Linked DNA regions of Mus musculus: region 1 is linked to region 2. Evidence: chromatin contacts called from public promoter capture Hi-C data. All regions are on one chromosome and are shown on one strand. The core of a region is the stretch at or near the end of the contact, and the rest is flanking DNA. Distances in the headings are between cores, read along the strand shown. Region 1 holds the start of Cst6 (cystatin E/M). Region 2 holds the start of Tmem151a (transmembrane protein 151A).

What was found. Capture Hi-C pulls out chosen DNA fragments and counts their contacts.
Region 1: a promoter capture Hi-C map of adipose tissue shows a contact between it and region 2. A contact is called at or near these places in 2 of 39 promoter capture datasets (both in liver), 10 of 130 datasets of targeted methods (the SCID.adh cell line, bone marrow-derived macrophages, embryonic forebrain and 4 more) and 3 of 9 other capture datasets (adipose tissue, liver and pancreatic islet).

Annotation. Positions count from the first base shown.
Region 1 is chr19:5,347,758-5,351,496 of GRCm38.p6, forward strand. Cst6 (cystatin E/M) reads right to left here and starts at 1,817. Exons shown (of 3, transcript NM_028623.5): 1 at 1,338-1,817; 2 at 640-765; 3 at 1-292. The coding sequence starts at 1,577. The coding sequence ends at 209.
Region 2 is chr19:5,084,123-5,087,935 of GRCm38.p6, forward strand. Tmem151a (transmembrane protein 151A) reads right to left here and starts at 1,369. Exons shown (of 2, transcript NM_001001885.2): 1 at 1,176-1,369. The coding sequence starts at 1,250.

The DNA.
Region 1 (3,739 bases), core at 567-3,066, 260 kb after region 2:
TGGAGGGTAAGGACATGGTGCCCAGTCAGCTGTGGGGTTCTGAGAGTCACTGGGAGCAGAGTGAGGGTCAGGGTGAGTGAAACACACAGGAGAAAGCAGTGCAAGAAGCAGAGCTGCAGATTTATTGCAACAGACGTGGCCCGTGGCCCTGAGGCGCCTCCACCATGCTTGTTCCCATGGGGCCCTGACTCTGTCACCCTGGGGCCGGTCACACCTGCACGCAGTCATGCTTTAGAAGCTGAGTAGTGTTCTTCCAGGGGACTTCAAGGAGCTCAAAGTTGCAACGCAGTTTCTGAGAGGGAAGCACAGAGGACAAGGAGGGTGAGGTTGGCAGCAACCTCCTCCTCCCAGAAGTCAGCCCCCCTGACGGCCACGTCTCTCTGGAGCCGGGGACAGACCATGAGTGGTCCCAAAACATGGAATCAGAAGGCAGGAGATGCTCCCAGGTTTATCTCAGGCAACTCCTACCCCACGAGGAATCCCCAGTCTCTCTTCTGCACTCCACCCTGGCCTGAGTCATACAAGAGCCAAAGCGAACAGGTGGAGCCAGGCTTCTGCCTGACCAGATAGACTGGTCAGGATAGACAAGCTAAGGGCCTCAGACCCTGCATGGGGTTGGGATGGGGTCGGTGCTGTTACCTCCTGCTGCCCCCCTGCAGCCAGAGGGCAGGTGGTGAGGTCCATGTGTTCTCCAGAGACTCTGGTCTTTCGGCACTCTGTGCTTTCTATGTCCAAAGTCAGGTAGTACTTGATGCCAGCCACCAGCTGGGAACCAAACAGGGCAGGTGAGAGATGCCTGGGAGTCCAACCTGTGTGTCTATGCTTTCCCTCCCTCTAAGAGTCTCCACTCTCCCAGGCAAATGCAACCCTCTGACCTACATATTCAGACCTGGAGTGGAGGCAGGAACTTCTGTGTGTGAGCAGAGCCCTAGGCTGGGCAAGAAGCTGGAGAGCTCCTGTCTGCGGCTAGACTGTAAAGGTGAATGGTATGTGGCACCTACACTGGGCCCTTCCACTCCACCTGGCAGGTTGGGGAAGTGAGGTTAGTTATGCCAAAGGAGGCTGCATCCTGCATTTCTTTGATAGTTAGATAGCGCTGCTTCCAGAGGACTTTACTAATCTGTTTTGTTTTGAAGTATTTCATAGAAAGGTCTGGGGGTTATGGTTGGTTTTAGTGCCCCCTTGTGTTTGGTAGCAAGCTAAGCAGCTCTCTGTTTATCTCCTGTCTCCTGTCACCTGTCCTCGGTCCCCCTGTCCCTGTCCCTCTCCAAATTGTCCCTCTCCACAGCCACTCTGTTCCATAACCTGTCCCACAACCTCTGTCCCAGCCACCGCACCTGATATTTTGCATCGATGACTTTGGTGTCTCGGAAGTAGTAGAGGCTGTCGCTGCCCATATTGTAGCTGGCCACAGCTGCCTGTGCGGCCTTTTGCACCCGCGGGTCGGTGGGTGACAAGTTCTGGCGTTCTCCGGTCCTGCGGCTCCGCAGCTCGGCGCGGGCGTCAGGTGACAGGGTCAGGAGGCAGAATGCGAGCAGGCCAAGGCCCATCGCCAGCGGGAAGTGAGGACGCTCCATAGCCGCGGATTCAGTGTCTGGACTTCCATCCTGCGCGGCTTTTACAGCCTTCGCGGGCCCCTCCCGGCCCCGCCCAACGCCTGCTTGTTTCCTTAGCAAGCCTGGACCAGCTTGCAGGTGCCTGGAGGCGGGTGCACCTCCCCTACCTACGCAGTGTAAGAACCAGAGATGGCACACAGGTCCCAGAACCTCTACGTGTAGAGATGCTGGCCTATCATTCCTATCTCCCAGGAGGGAGAGAACAGTTCATACCAGGGCCCTGACGTTTGAGTTGCCAAAAGCAATTATATGGTTACATTCTTACTGCTATCATTTTATCATTTCCTTTTCTCTTTCTTTCTTTCTTTCTTTCTTTCTTTCTTTCTCTCTCTCTTTCTTTCTTGTTTGTTTGTTTGTTTCGAGACAGGGTTTCTCTGTGTAGCTCTGGCTGTCCTGGAACTCACTTTGTAGACCAGACTGGTCTCGAACTCAGAAATCACCTGCCTCTGCCTCCCGAGTGCTGGGATTAAAGGTGTGCACCACTATCATCCGGCATTGCCACCATTTTCTTATCGTGCCATTTTTAGAGAAATTATAACTCCCAGCCTGCATTTCTTCTTCTGAAAAATAAATGCTATAAGGATCGATGAACTGACACAGGTAAAGAGCCTAAGAGAGGCCGGGTGCCATGCAAACAAACGGTGGGTGGGTAGGAGTCCTTACTACTCAAGCCGGCACTACTGTCCCTCACAGCCATGGTGGACCCGGTTGGCTGACCCTTTCACTTTGCAGAGGTGGGACGCCATGGCACAGAAGGGAGAAGTAATATGTGCAACGATTTCAACTGGTCCCTAGTAAGTAAGTATACTGAAGAGCCTAAGTCGTGTGTGTGTGTGTGTGTGTGTGTGCTATAAAATAAGATCTTGTGTGTCCCTGGCTGACCTTGAATTTCATAGCTCAGGATGACTTTGAACTCCTGATCTCCCTGCTTCTCCCTTCCAAGTGCTAGCATTACCATCATATTTTATTTGGTGCTGAGAACAGAATGCAGGGCTTCATGTGTGCTAGAGACAAGCACTCTACCAACTAATATCCCTAGCCTCATTTCATTTTGCTGGGCTTGAACCTAGGGTCTTATGCATGCTGGGCAAACACTTCACCTGCAGCCCTCGTTTTTTTTGTTTGTTTGTTTGTTTGTTTGTTTTGTTTTCAAGACAGGGTTTCTCTATGTATCCCTGGCTGTCCTGGAACTCACTCTGTATGTAGACCAGGCTGGCCTCGTACTCAGAGATCTGCCTGCCTCTGCCTCCCAAGTGCTGGGATTAAAGGCATGCGCCACCATGCCCGGCATGCAGCCCTCGTTTTACTCCTTATCTCTAGATAGGGACTTGTTGATCACCCAGGCTGACCGTGAAGCCCTTGCTCTGTAGACTGCAGGCCTTGAGTCTGTGGCTTCCCAGCTTCAGCCTCCTGGCAGGGATTACAAGCCTGTGCTACCAGGTCAAGTTCTTGTCTATGTTCTTAGCTCAGGCTGAGTTTGAAAAGAAAGACTTGCCTCCGAAGAGGGGTGAGTCACGCCAGGTGCCATCTTTCTAACTGGGAGGCTTTGGATAGTCACTCAGGGCCTGGGTGTCCTACGGGAAATAGGATGACAAGTCTTTTTTCCTAAAGCTGTTCTTCTGACTGACAATGACAGTTCCACACTCTCATCCCTAAGGACACTGGACATCCAGTGGGGTAGGAGCAGATCAGCCACCCCATGGCAGCTGCACGTGGGCTGCCCTGGCAAAGTTTCCTTCCCCGGGCATCTTATTTCATGTTTTCTGACTAGCTCAAAGCCACTTTCCCTCTTTTCTTTTTTTTTTCCCCACTTTACTTATCTATTTTTTATTACTTTTTTTTAAGAGAAATGTTCATGCCTCAGCATGGGAGAGGTGCGTGTGTGTGCGTGCCATAGCGTGCACACGCAGAAGGTGAGAGAGGTGTGCGTGCCATAGCGTGCACACGCAGTTTCCCAGAACTGGTTTTCTCTTTCCACCAGGGGGTTCTGAAGTTTGAACCCAGGTCTTCAGCCTTGGCAGCACGCGTCTTTACCACTGAGGGCCATCTCACGGGCCCTCCCTGAGGGTCCTAAATGGAACTTGAAAGAAGAGGCTGCTTTCAGCACCTAGCAGACGATTAGA
Region 2 (3,813 bases), core at 119-2,618:
GACCCATCCAGAGCAGCCTGGTCCCATGGTGCATGAAATTTACAGGTGCATTCTGCCACTTAGACCTGTGCCAGCCAGGGGCACACACCCACCCATCCACACCTCCAACACAGGCTCATCATAGACCCACCTACCACAAAGGAACACCATCGCTCATTAAGAAACAACAGAACCTCACTTATTTTCAGAGAACAAACATCAGGGCTGTAGCAAGGTACACCCACACACTCAAGACCACATCAGCACAGGGCATATGCACATACATGTTACACTCTGGCACCTAGACATGTAAGACCCTCACCTGACCACAGTGCATGCCTACCCCACCCTATAGCAACCTGACACCCACAGTCCATACTTAGCAACACACTAGAGAGGCACAGCATGAAATCATACACACCCACACTCTTGGGTGAAGACCCAAGGCAAGGGACCCACCAGAGGCTCACCTGACTACAGGGTATATATGTTTCTACTGAAGACACAGGGAACACATCACCAGAATTCTTTCACACACACACACACACACACACACACACACACCACAAAATGCATTTATATCCGCTCACACATGCAGACCACACACCACCCTGTTTTCCACACCTATCATCTTACACTTGGCACATCCTCCTAGCTAGAGCTGGGGAGGGGGTCTGGGGATCTCAGCCACTGGAGTGGGCCCTCAGTCCTCACCTGGGGGTGGGGGAGAGAAAGGTATCAGCAGGCTCCGCTCCTTTCTCTTCCGTTTTTCCCTCCCCCACCTCCAGTCCCTGCCACCGCTACTGCATTGCAGGCACCGCCCGACACCTCGTGAGCAACTGGGCTGGACTGGGGGCCTGACCCCATGGCCCAAGCAGTCACGGACAGCATCCCCGGCTGCGCTATGGAACAGGGACGTGTGGGGGCCACAGGGGCTGACGTCACAGGACAGGAGAAGATGGTTGAGGGGGCGTCGAGGGTCAGGGTCTCCCCTACATTCCTGCCATCTATTCCTGCCTTGACCTACGTGGATCCCGAAGCCTCGACCCCTACCAGAACGCTGTCTCCCCAATGACGTCATTGCTGGAGGGGCTCCGGGACTTTCCTCCTCAATCCCTCTCCGGGGATCGCCCCTCTACTTGTCCCCTTCACCTCTCTACAGCCCTGGCTTCTTTCCCACTACTCGCCCCCGGTACCTCCTCTCGCAGCGGCTCGCCGTCCGGAACGAGCGCGGGCACCTCCCCGCAGTCTCCACCTTCGCCCTCCGGCATGGTGTCCTGGCTGCTTCGGCTGCCAGGCCCTGGCTCGGGGCATGATAAGCAGGGGTGCGGGGGGGCTGCGGTGCGGCCCCGAGGGGCGTCCGCTCGGCTCGGCGGCCGCTGAAGAGTGCGCGGAGCCCAGCCCGAGCGCGGCGGCGTTGGCGGCCGCGGTGCCCGGCGCCCCGCCCTCCGCTGACCCCGCCCCCGCAGCACCGGTGGCGCCGCTGGCCGCGCCTGGCACCGCGGGCACACCCCATCTCCACCCCCTCGCCTGTGGGAAGCCCAGTCTGGACCGCCGGACGCCTGGTTTCTCTAGCCGCGCTCGCGCTTGCGACCTTGGGCGAGTCCTTGCTCTGCGGCACCCGAGTCTCCCCAACTGAGTAATGAAGACGGCCATGGTGGGTGGACGTCCGCAGGTTCCTCTCTAGGGAATAGGCCCAGCACTAAGCCCACCCAGACTTCACCCCATAAGCTTTGCTTGTTGACAGTTAATACCCAGAAGGGAAAGACAGTCTCATCTGCTGGATTACAGGCTGGTGGGCTGGAGCCAGGGCACCAGGAACTCTAGGCTGCGCGACTTTTGACCAGCATGTTCAAGCCATAAACTCAGCCTTTCTATCTGAGAAATGGGAATGATAATATGTTGGATTAAAGTCACTAGCATGTTTAGGCCAGGCGGGGGCGGGGTGTGTGTGTGATAGGTTTGCCCTGCATGGGACACCCTTTTCTCAGGTGTGTATAGCTCACGGGGCTGGTTTCTCACATTTCAGAGGCCTCAAATTCAGAGATTCACCTACCTCTGCCTCCTGAGCTGGGACTAAAAGTATATTTCACTGTCCTCCATCTTTGCTTATTTTGTGTTTACTTTTAAAATTACTATTTTATTTTATATGTGTTTTGCCTGTATGTTTGTCTGTACACCACATACAAGCAGTGCCCACAGAGGGCAGAGGAGGGTGTTCGATCCCCTGGAACTGGAATGATAGATGGTTGTGAGCTGCTGAGTGAATAATGGGAATCTAAGCAGGTCCTTTGGAAGAGCGACCATCTCTCCAACCGCACCCATTTGTTTACTTATTGGGCCTAAATGTTTTCTGGCTATTGTCTATATGTAGTTAGTGTGCCTGGGCACTAGGAAGACATAGATAGGTGTTAGGAATGACATAGTTCCTGTCCTCATGGAAAATATTCAGGGAAAATCTGATTAAAGAGGGGTTTAGAACCCAGACTCTAGCCATCACTCTGGGCCATGGTCAAGCCTCCGTTCCCTTTGTCCCTCTGTAAGGGCTAAAGTGATCCCCCCTTTTATTTTTATTTTTTAAAGGTGTATTTATTTTATGTATGAGTGCTCTATCTGCACGTACACCTGCATGCCAGAAGAGGGCATCAGATCCCATTACAGATGGTTGTGAGCCACCATGTGGTTTCTGGGAATTGAAGTCAGGACCTCTGGGTTTTTTTGATTGTTTGTTTGTTTGGTTGGTTGTTTTTTTTTTTTTTTTTTTCTGAGACAGGGTTTCTCTGTATAGCCCTGGTTGTCCTGGAACTATTTTGTAGACCTCGAACTCGTGATTTTGTAGGCTGGCCTTGAACTCGTGATCCTCCTGCCTCTGCCTCCTTCACCAAATCCTACCGGCGTACGCATCCACAACTGGCAAGATTTATTTATTTATTTTATATATACAATACACAATAGCTGTATAGATAGTTGTGAGCCATTGTGTGGTTGCTGGGACCTTCGGAGAGCAGTCAGCCAATGCTCTTAACCACTGAGCCATCTCTCCAGTCCCGATCTCCCCCCCCCCCCAAAATTAATTACATGTTAAATGTATTTGTTCTGTGTATCTCTCTCTGGGCGGGATGGTGCAAAGAGGTGCACTTTAACATAGCTCGAGTGTACAAATCGGAGGAAGATTTTTCGGAGTTGGCTCTCTTCTTCCACCGTCTGGGAATTGAATTTAGGTTCTCAGGCTTGGCAGTCTGCTGAGCCATCTCACAAGCAAGCTAACATGACTCTTAAAGGATTTGGACAAATGGATAAAAAGGGAAAGGCATATCTCCCGCATCCCAGGCGGAGGAGCAAAAGCAGCTGTTGGACAGCATGGGCTGAGTTTGGGGATCAGAAAAGTCTGACCTTATGCAACTAAACGCTGAGTAGTTAGTCAGCTGTAAGTATCCGAGGGTGTGTCATGCTATCTAGAGAATAGTACCTGACAGTCTGTGAGAGAGGGACCCTTGGAGGGATTGTCTCCAGCGACGATGGGAGTGGTTACAGCCTGGGTGGGAAGAAAAGAGCCTAGGAGACTAGGAGTGAAGCTTACGGGCCTCACTTGGAGATCACAGGACTGGTGATGACTCAGGAGACCTTCAGGAGACAGGTCACTACACCTCTGCCTCCCAAATCTCCCGGACCACTGGAGAAAGCGATGGAACAAGGCCCAGTACAGATTCCTGTCCCATGTATACCACCAGGACTTCGTATCTTCTGGGTGGTCTCAGTTTCTGTCTCCTGCCCCATGCGTGAGCGCGTGTGTGCGTGTGAGTGCGTGTGTGCATAACGTATTGAGCGCGATTC